3 separate regions of the Mus musculus genome follow, and all the other regions are linked to region 1. Evidence: chromatin contacts called from public Hi-C and HiChIP or PLAC-seq data. All regions are on one chromosome and are shown on one strand. The core of a region is the stretch at or near the end of the contact, and the rest is flanking DNA. Distances in the headings are between cores, read along the strand shown.

Evidence for each region. Hi-C and Micro-C count contacts between places; a contact is called where the count stands out from the background. HiChIP or PLAC-seq counts read pairs in DNA pulled down with a chosen protein or histone mark.
Region 2: a contact with region 1 is called in an H3K4me3 HiChIP or PLAC-seq map of bone marrow-derived macrophages, with 6 times the contacts expected there. The contact joins the enhancer-like site here to the promoter of Dpcd in region 1. A contact is called at or near these places in 6 of 39 promoter capture datasets (cranial neural crest, embryonic stem cells, hippocampal neurons and 1 more), 1 of 15 datasets of contacts at CTCF or cohesin (the NIH/3T3 cell line), 8 of 484 Hi-C or Micro-C datasets (cortical neurons, embryonic stem cells, frontal cortex and 2 more), 16 of 115 datasets of contacts at active chromatin or transcription factors (bone marrow-derived macrophages, embryonic basal ganglia, embryonic forebrain and 11 more) and 4 of 9 other capture datasets (adipose tissue, embryonic stem cells, liver and 1 more).
Region 3: a Hi-C map of B cells shows a contact between it and region 1, with 9 read pairs. The contact joins the promoter of Ldb1 here to the promoter of Dpcd in region 1. A contact is called at or near these places in 3 of 39 promoter capture datasets (embryonic stem cells, neural stem cells and pre-B cells), 1 of 484 Hi-C or Micro-C datasets (B cells), 4 of 115 datasets of contacts at active chromatin or transcription factors (astrocytes, embryonic stem cells, extraembryonic endoderm stem cells and 1 more) and 3 of 9 other capture datasets (adipose tissue, embryonic stem cells and pancreatic islet).

Annotation. Positions count from the first base shown.
Region 1 is chr19:45,559,291-45,561,990 of GRCm38.p6, reverse strand. Dpcd (deleted in primary ciliary dyskinesia) reads right to left here and starts at 1,406. Exons shown (of 6, transcript NM_172639.3): 1 at 1,284-1,406. The coding sequence starts at 1,347. It overlaps Poll (polymerase (DNA directed), lambda), which reads left to right and starts at 1,427. Exons shown (of 9, transcript NM_020032.3): 1 at 1,427-1,505; 2 at 2,275-2,411. The coding sequence starts at 2,300.
Region 2 is chr19:45,175,108-45,177,807 of GRCm38.p6, reverse strand. No RefSeq gene overlaps it. Among named protein-coding and RNA genes, the nearest start is that of Tlx1, 26 kb to the right of the region's middle. Within about 2 kb of position 1,292, at least 92 of the 459 cell types and tissues checked have an H3K27ac peak or open chromatin away from gene starts, as enhancers often do. A contact at or near this core is called in adipose tissue, bone marrow-derived macrophages and pancreatic cancer cells, where this site is marked.
Region 3 is chr19:46,043,954-46,046,653 of GRCm38.p6, reverse strand. Ldb1 (LIM domain binding 1) reads left to right here and starts at 1,343. Exons shown (of 11, transcript NM_001113408.2): 1 at 1,343-1,824. The coding sequence starts at 1,800.

The DNA of each region.
Region 1 (2,700 bases), core at 157-2,656:
TTAATACAAGCTGCTATTTCCTTACATATTTTTTTCTTGATAATTTTATGATCCCAGGAAAGCATAAGCCATGGTTGTCGTCTTCTTGTTTGTTTTAACTTTGCTATTGTCTGTTTTTTCTATCTGCTCTAGCACAGAATTTGGCACATGGCAATGGGTTCCCTAAATGCTGTAGGGTAGGAGCAAATGAAACCTGATTTTAATTTCTGTAAACTTCAGGCACCTGCCTGTGGATGTTTTAAAGCTAGCTGTTAGCTTTAAAGCCTCAGGAATTCAGACCTAAGGCACCCTGGCTGCCAGGTGGGTGGGTCTGTGAAAGACCTCAGGGGCACAGGGCACTTAAACTGGCCACTTGCAGGATGAGGAAAAGCTGACATCTCAAGCTCCTGTTCTTAGTCATTTAGACCTTAGCCCTTGCTCTATCTCCCCTAAAGATCAGGGGGCAATTTAAAATCCACATCATAAACAAAACATAGTTAGAAAACAAGGACCTGGGCTGGTGAGATGGCTCAACAGGTAAGAGCACCCGACTGCTCTTCTGAAGGTCCTGAGTTCAAATCCCGGCAACCACATGGTGGCTCACAACCATCCGTAACGAGATCTGACTCCCTCTTCTGGTGTGTCTGAAGACAGCTACAGTGTACTTACATATAATAAAAAAATAAATAAATCTTTAAAATAAAAAAAAGAAAGAAAAGAAAAAGAAAACAAGGACCTTAGAAACAACACTGGTAGCCCACCCACTTCATTTTATAATTGAAGAAAATGGGGTCCTAACAACTGAAGAGGTGAATCGATGTTAGAGTTGATCTAAAACCCTGGTGTCTCCTTTCTATGCCATTGGGGCTGCTGTCATCAATAGGACCCCCAAATTGAGCTGCATGGATCCCAGATGACGAATTATACCTGATTATCTGCAAAACCTGGGTTTGGTCTAAAACCTTCCTGGGTTTCAGTTTCCTCGTCAGTCAAATGGGGTGCAGAATTAGCCTCTTGGTACAGCCCTGAGGGACGATGATGAATGTAAAATGAATTATTGGGAAATACCAACAAAACTCTGAGCGGGGAGAGATGATATAAGGAACTCTTGAGGTGGGTGACCAAAGACTTGGGTTCCACTCGGGTCATCTCCCTGGGCCGGTTTCCTCTGCAAAAGCAGGAAGCTGGCATGGCTGTAGGCTGCTGCGACAGGTCCAGCTCTGCCCACCCAGGCTGAGGCCCTCCCTGGGGGAGCGGGCGCATAGAGCCCGCCCTGGGGGGAAGGACGAGGGGTCTCGAGTTACCATCCTGCAGCAGTGCCGTCTTCTCGGCCGACCGCAAAACCTCCAACCAGCTAGTCACCGCCATCTTCCCTCCGCCCAGGAACGCGCCGGGCCACTGCCATGGCAACTACCCGACCGATGATCACTTCCGGATGACCCGGGAAGTATTCTGGGAACTGATTTTTTTTTTTTTTTTTCCCCTCTACCCCTTCCTCCCCCAATCCGTTTTCATTGGCTCCCATGGTGAGTTTATTTCTCTTTGCCGGGAGATTCTAACCTACTTTGGACCGGTCCTGGGGCCGGGTGGGGTGGGGATGCTCCCAGAACTTTTAGGGATCCAGCACCAACTCTCTTCTGGCCCCAGCTGGGAGTCCCTGGTTCACACCAGCTGCTCACAGTGGATGTGGCACGTCTGCTTCGGTCTTGCCCACCTCCAGCTGTGAGGGCTCCCTACATCTGCTGCGGCTGCACTCCACCTCCCTGCAGCTGCGGGGCTCAGACCCGCGCGATGGGGCTGCTGCGACAGGGACAGGTGCGCAGCGTGCCCACAACTTTCCCTGAAGCCTCACTCCCCAGGTTTTCTTCTGCGAATGCACATTGAGGCTAGAGAAAGATGATGCGAGGTTTATGTGACATGTCCCTTAGACTCCAATTCGTTGGGGAGATGAAGACTCTCCTAAAGATGTAGTCCGGTTCCCAAACCCGTCATCATTTTGGAAAAGTCTCTTGGAAGGGGACGCAGAGGCTGACTCTGCGCTATATTCCTCCCCCCACCCCCACCCCATGTTGTTTCCTTTCGATCCACACCTCCCCTACACCCACAAGAATCCCAACCTTTCCCTGGCTTCCCTCAGTACGACTAGGGTTGAAAGGCTGGTATGTGTGTGTGGCACTCGGATTAAATCACTTAAGTTTAACTGGGGTTTCCGAGACCTCTGAGAAAGGGACCTGTTACCCCTAAACCCCACCTCTATGCCAAATTATTAAGGGCTGGCTCTCAATCCTTTAACAGAAAGGCCAGGATCCAGCGCCCTTCAATGGACCCTCAGGGCATCGTGAAGGCCTTTCCCAAGCGGAAGAAAAGTCATGCAGATCTATCTTCAAAAGCACTTGCAAAGATTCCCAAAAGGGAGGTGGGAGAAGCTAGAGGTGAGCCGGTCCACCCTCACACACTGGAACGTTCAGCCTTCTTGTTTTCAGCTAGAGTCAGATTAACAGAAGTGACCTAACCTGTGGCCAAGATCAGGTTGGCCTCAAACTCGAAAAGCAAAACAAAACAACAAAAAAGGAAGTTTGCTGAAAAAAACAAAACAAAACAAAAGCAAAAACAAAAACAAAAAACCCCTGGGGGGTATCGCTAGCAAGCAAGCCTTTAGCCTTTAATCCCAGCACTTGGGAAGCAGAGGCAGGCAGATTTCTGAGTTCGAGGCCAGCCTGG
Region 2 (2,700 bases), core at 43-2,542, 380 kb after region 1:
TTGGTGCATGCATGTCTGTGTGAGAGTGTCAGATCTGGGACTTACAGACAGTTGTGAACTGCCAAGTGGGAGCTGGGAATCAAACCTGAGACCTCTGGAAGAGCAGTCGGTGATCTTAACCGGCTGAGCCATCTCTCCAGCCCCAGCAGGCTTCGTTCTAAACCGTGTCTGCCTAAGATCCTCTCCAAAGCCGCGTGGACAGAGACCATACATCACACATCTCTAACCCAAGAAAAACCTTTGTGGGAGACTCCTCCTTCCTTCTGTGTGGGAGTGGCTGGGGGCGCGGCTGGGCACCAGCTTCATGGATGCGAAGCCCTCTTGGCAGAGGATGTTTTTCTAGGAGACAGGCCTTGTGGATGTTTGGTCCAGTGTGCGCGCGGGGAGGGGTGGGGGTGGAGGACAGTGAAGAGATAAAAGAGATAAGCGGTGCGGGGGAATTGGAGCTGTTCTGAGGTGGTAAGTTTAGAGAAAAAAAAATCCGGACTGTAAGAGAGAACACCATAGCCAGGCTGTTAGGTACGGTCTGTTCTGGCACACACACTGAATTTAGCAGGAATTGCCCGGATTCTACATCACCCTCTGATTTCCTTGAGTGTAAATAATCAGTCCCTAGTGGAGAAGCGTTTGGCAGCTGTGGGGAAGAGCCCAGGAATCGCCGATGACAGGGCACGGGCGCCCTCTTGTGGCTCGTTAAAGTGATGGCAGCCTTGAGCATGAGCGTCCTCATAATCTTAGGAAGCTCTTTTTGTTTGTTTTGTTTTTTCGAGACTGGGTTTCTCTCCTGGACTCGTTTTTTTTGTAGACTAGGCTGGCCTCGAACTCACAGAGATCTGCTCGCCTCTGCCTTCCGAGTGCTAGGGTTAAAGGTGTATGCCACCATACCTGACCGTTCTCACCAGCCGTTCTGCCATCGCCTGATGAAGACAAGGCCCCACCAATGCTTTCATCCTCCTCCGACCCTCAGGTGCCCCTAATCTCAAGACCTGGCAGAAGCCATGTTTGTGCAGTAACACCGCTTCTCTTGACTCTGGCCATCCCATGCGATCGTCTGTACCAACGGATCATAACTTTCTCAGGCACCTTGCTTTCTTTATAAACATCCCTGGAAGAGAGAGGGGCAGGATAAAGAAAACTTAAATGGATACAAGATGAGGAGGGTGGGTTCCGGACACACCCTCATCGAAGCCTTAGTGACCTCAGAGCTCCAATGACCAGGCAGCCACATTGTCACTGTCCTAGGGAGAACGTCTCTGAAGACCACAAACCCGGAAGTGACGGAGGCTTCCCTCCGGAAAGCACCACATGACTCTGCAGTATTCCTTCACACCAACAATTCCTCATTAGGAAGTTATATAACCACAGAGTGTTGGTTCTGGGTGTGGCCACAGACTGGCAGCGGATAACATGACTCAGCGGGGAACCCCATGAGGCCATTGACCATGATGCTAAACTTAGCAGGGTCAGGGAACACACAGCTGGTCTCTATCTCTCAGGACTTTGCCTTTCATAGGGTTTTCATAAGTAACCCTGGCCTCTCCCTGTCGGAAGTTCTCTCATTAGTCATCTGCACCAAGGGATAGTGATGATGGCGGCCCCAGAAAAACCCCAGGCCTTCCACCCCTTTTTTACACTTCCAAGGCACTGGGAAGATTCTTAACTGCCTGGTTTTGCAGGTGAAGGAATTGAGACACAAGGAGTCTTAATAACTTCTGTCTCCCCAAGCCTCGTTGTATTCTCACACAACTCAGACCTTGTATAAAAGAGTATCGAGTGAGCCTTCTATGCCTTTGTCACCTGTCATAGTTTGCTTTCTGTTGTGTGATTAACAGCATGACCAGAAGTAACTTGGGAAGGAAAGGGGTTAATTTCACCATACATCTCACAGCTGTCTGGGGGGAGGGGGAGGACTCAGGCCAGGGACTCAGGGAAGGGACTCAGGGAAGGGACTCAGGGAAGGGACTCAGGGAAGGGACTTGGAGACAGGAGCAGAAGCAGAGACCACAGAGGAAGAAGTCTGCTTACCGACTGGCCTCCCATCAATCACTCAACTTAGTTTTTTCAAACAATCCAGGACAAAATGCCCAGGGGTGGCACCACCAATGGTAGGTTAGGCCCCCTCACCTTTATCAAAAAAAAAAAAAAAAAAAAAAAAAAAAAAGCCCTACACAGCATCCCCTGCTCTCTGGAGGACCAGTGCTGTTATTTCTGGGTATTTCTTTACAGATTTTCTATCCACGTGAGGATGTACGTGTCTCCTCTCCATAGAGCACCTGCCCTGTCCCGCACCATATCCTAAACCAGACAGCAACTCCTGAGTAGTTCCACAGCAGTGCGTGTAGAACCAGTAGTCCTTTCATTATGGCTGCCCGCTAGTGCCCCGACAGAGCTAATGTAACTTGTTTCCCGCTCTTCTAATGATGGAATCTGCCTCCCATCTTAGAAATCATTAGCAATATTCCAAATGAATAGTTCTGCATGCACTGTTCCACACACATGCATGTGGATCCAACCTTCGTACGTCTTTGTCCTCATGTGTTCCGCTTGTTTGCACACGTGTTTGATCATTCACTCACGAAGATTCTGAGGACACAGAGACCAAAAGTACAGGGTACCCTCCTGGAGCGGCGCGGCCTTGGGGGAGATGGTGAGAGGCGTGGAAGAACTGGCTTTCTCTAAGCTTCTAGATAGGTCCTGGCC
Region 3 (2,700 bases), core at 94-2,593, 480 kb before region 1:
GCCCTCCTTTCAATCATCAGACTCTACTACCATGGTCTCTTGCTCCTTAGCCAAAAAACAAAAACAAAAAAAAACAAAAAAAACCCCTAAGGTTGGGATATGTGGTCTCATGGCACCTTAACCTCCACCTTTGTAACTCTCCCCTGGACAGTCAAGCCAGCTGTGCAAACTCCTAAATCGGGGTAGGGAAATCAAACACCTTTTTCAAACAATCCCCATTTTAGCAACAAAGGGAAGAGGGAAGCCAGTGTAACCAGTCTAGTTCAGATACCTTAGACAGGGAATACCAGCCCCCAGAATCTACCCAGGGAATACACCACGAAGCTTAAGAGAAGCTAAGGCTTGGGGGACACCCCCCCCCCGAACTCCTTCTAGCAGCTCCCCTCCTCCCTGCTAATAGGTATTTCCTGTTTATGAGGCAGCTAGGGCTGGGCTTTGGAGAAGGGATGGAAGAGTTCTTCCCTTCCATGGGTTGGGTTGAGGAGTCCTTGAGGACTGCCTGAAGGTTGGGAGGGTTCTCCCTTTGGAAGATAGACTGACTGTCCAGGATGCCCCACCCCCAACCCTCCCCGCGGCCTCTGCCCCTATGGGTAGGGGGCACTGAAGGAGTAGGTTTCCTGTTCTCCACCTCCAAAACAGGGAGCTGCTTCCAGGGGGCGGAGGATGGGGGTGGGTGGGTAGAAGGCTCCAGGGCTGGAAGAAGAAAGTGGGGGAAGGGAAGTGTCTTAACTGGTGCGTCAGAGCCTGCAAGAGGAAAGGATGGCTTTGGTAGTGCTCCCCCCCTTCCCAGCCTAATGGTCATACCACAGCCCTTGTGTCCCCTTGCAAAATGCGGACCTCAGGCCCTTAGGCGGGGGAGGGTGGGGTCCCTTCTTAATTAACCCTTTTAGCTCTAGTCCCAACTGGTTTAGCAGGCATGGTCTGGTTAATTTAGAAAGGGGATGAGTCTAGGGGTTGCTCTGAGAATTAGGAGAGTGCTCCTTTTCCCACCCAGCTTCGGGTGGAGCGCGCCACACAGGGTCTCCGCAAAGAGCACAGGCAGGGGTCAGCGCCCCATCCCTCCCGGGGGTGGAGAGAGGGTACACCTCACTACCCACCCAGGCTCCGCCTCCCCCAATCCCCGCTCCCGCTCAGCCACGCTCCCAACCCCGCGCACCCGGAGGACGGACGCCGAGCGTGAGGCTTCGCCTCCTCCCGCTCCCCGGCGCCCGCCCTCGCCGGGGTCTCTGCCTCCGTCTCGTTTTTTAAGAGCTGCGTCACACGCATGCCGTTCCCGGGAGCGCTCCCTGCCCCTCGCCGCGCGGCGCACGCACGTCGCCGCTCGCGCCGCGCTCGCCCGGGTCACTTTGACACGGCTCTCCCCTCCCACTACCAGGACAATTAGCATATTAATAAAGCCCGGCCCAGCCCGACTCTGGCCGGAGAGCCGGCGCTTGCGAGAGGGAGAGGACGCGCGAACGAACGGGAGCGAGCGCGAGGGCGGCGGCGGGGAGGGCGGCGGGAGCGCACAGACACGCACACGCACACGCGCACACACGGACACACACTCCGGGGACGCACACCCGCGCGTACACACGCAGAGGCAGCTCGCCTTCCTGCCTGGCTTCCTTCCTGTCTGCTCCGCGCCTGACAGGCCCCTCGCTGCAGGCAGGGGCGGCCCGCACCGGGCAGAGGCCGGGCCGGGCCGGCGGCGCGGGCATCGGGGGCCGCGGGCGGCGGCAGCGGCTCATGCCCGGCCTGTCCCTGCGAGGGGCGGGCATCGTGACTCGGCTGGGCCCCCAGCGGCGGGCGATGTGAAGATGTCAGTGGGCTGTGCCTGTCCTGGTGAGTGGGTCTCGAGGCCGCCTGGCCCCTCCCTCCCTTTCGGCCCCCTAACCCCTGGTTTGGAGAGGATTTGTATGTGGGGGGCATCGAAGGCATGGTGGGGGTCGGGGGCTGTATAGAGTTAGAGGGGCCTCGATCGGGGCCGGGTTTTCTCATCTGTATAAATACGCAGCAGCCCAGCGGCACGGGAAGGGGGTGCTAAGGATGGCTTGTAATTTTTTTTTGAGGGGGGGGAGGCTAACTGGGGAGGGATGGGGGGGGACTGAAATTCCCAGAATTCCAGGGTGTTAGCCAATCAGAAGTGACTTTGGACTTTTGACCCCCCCCTCAGGTCATCGTAGAGTTCTGATTGGCTGATTTGGGTTTCCCCCCCTTCCCTGCTGTTTATTGCCTCTTACATATTTTGTGACATTCCCCCCCTCGGGCTGTTTCTTAGGATGCTGTTTGGGGGAGGAGTTGATTGGAGCCCATCTTACCCCCCTTTAACTTTTCCTGTCTGTTGCCAGGGTAGGTTGGCCCTCCTGAGGGACAAAAAGCACTCCTAGGGGGTGTCAGATAATTGGGCCCTTGGGTCTGCTATCTCAGTCTTCGTGGGAGGGGGAGTGTAGCAGTTCCAGGTAGGCCGTGAAGTTAAGAGTGGTTTGCAGATTCGAGTTGGGGGAGCAATGCTTGACACCCCCCCCCCAGTGAAAACTTGAGGACTCAAATTCAAATCACAACCCTCTCTAACAGGTATCAGAGCTTGCCAGGGAACACCTGTGTCTGAGAGTGCCTTGAGATTTTTCTTGTACGGTCGGGGTATAAGGCCACAAGTGCTAGGAGGGAACAGTTGAGCCATGTGATGGGAGAGGTTAGTCTAAAGAGAATCCCAGAATA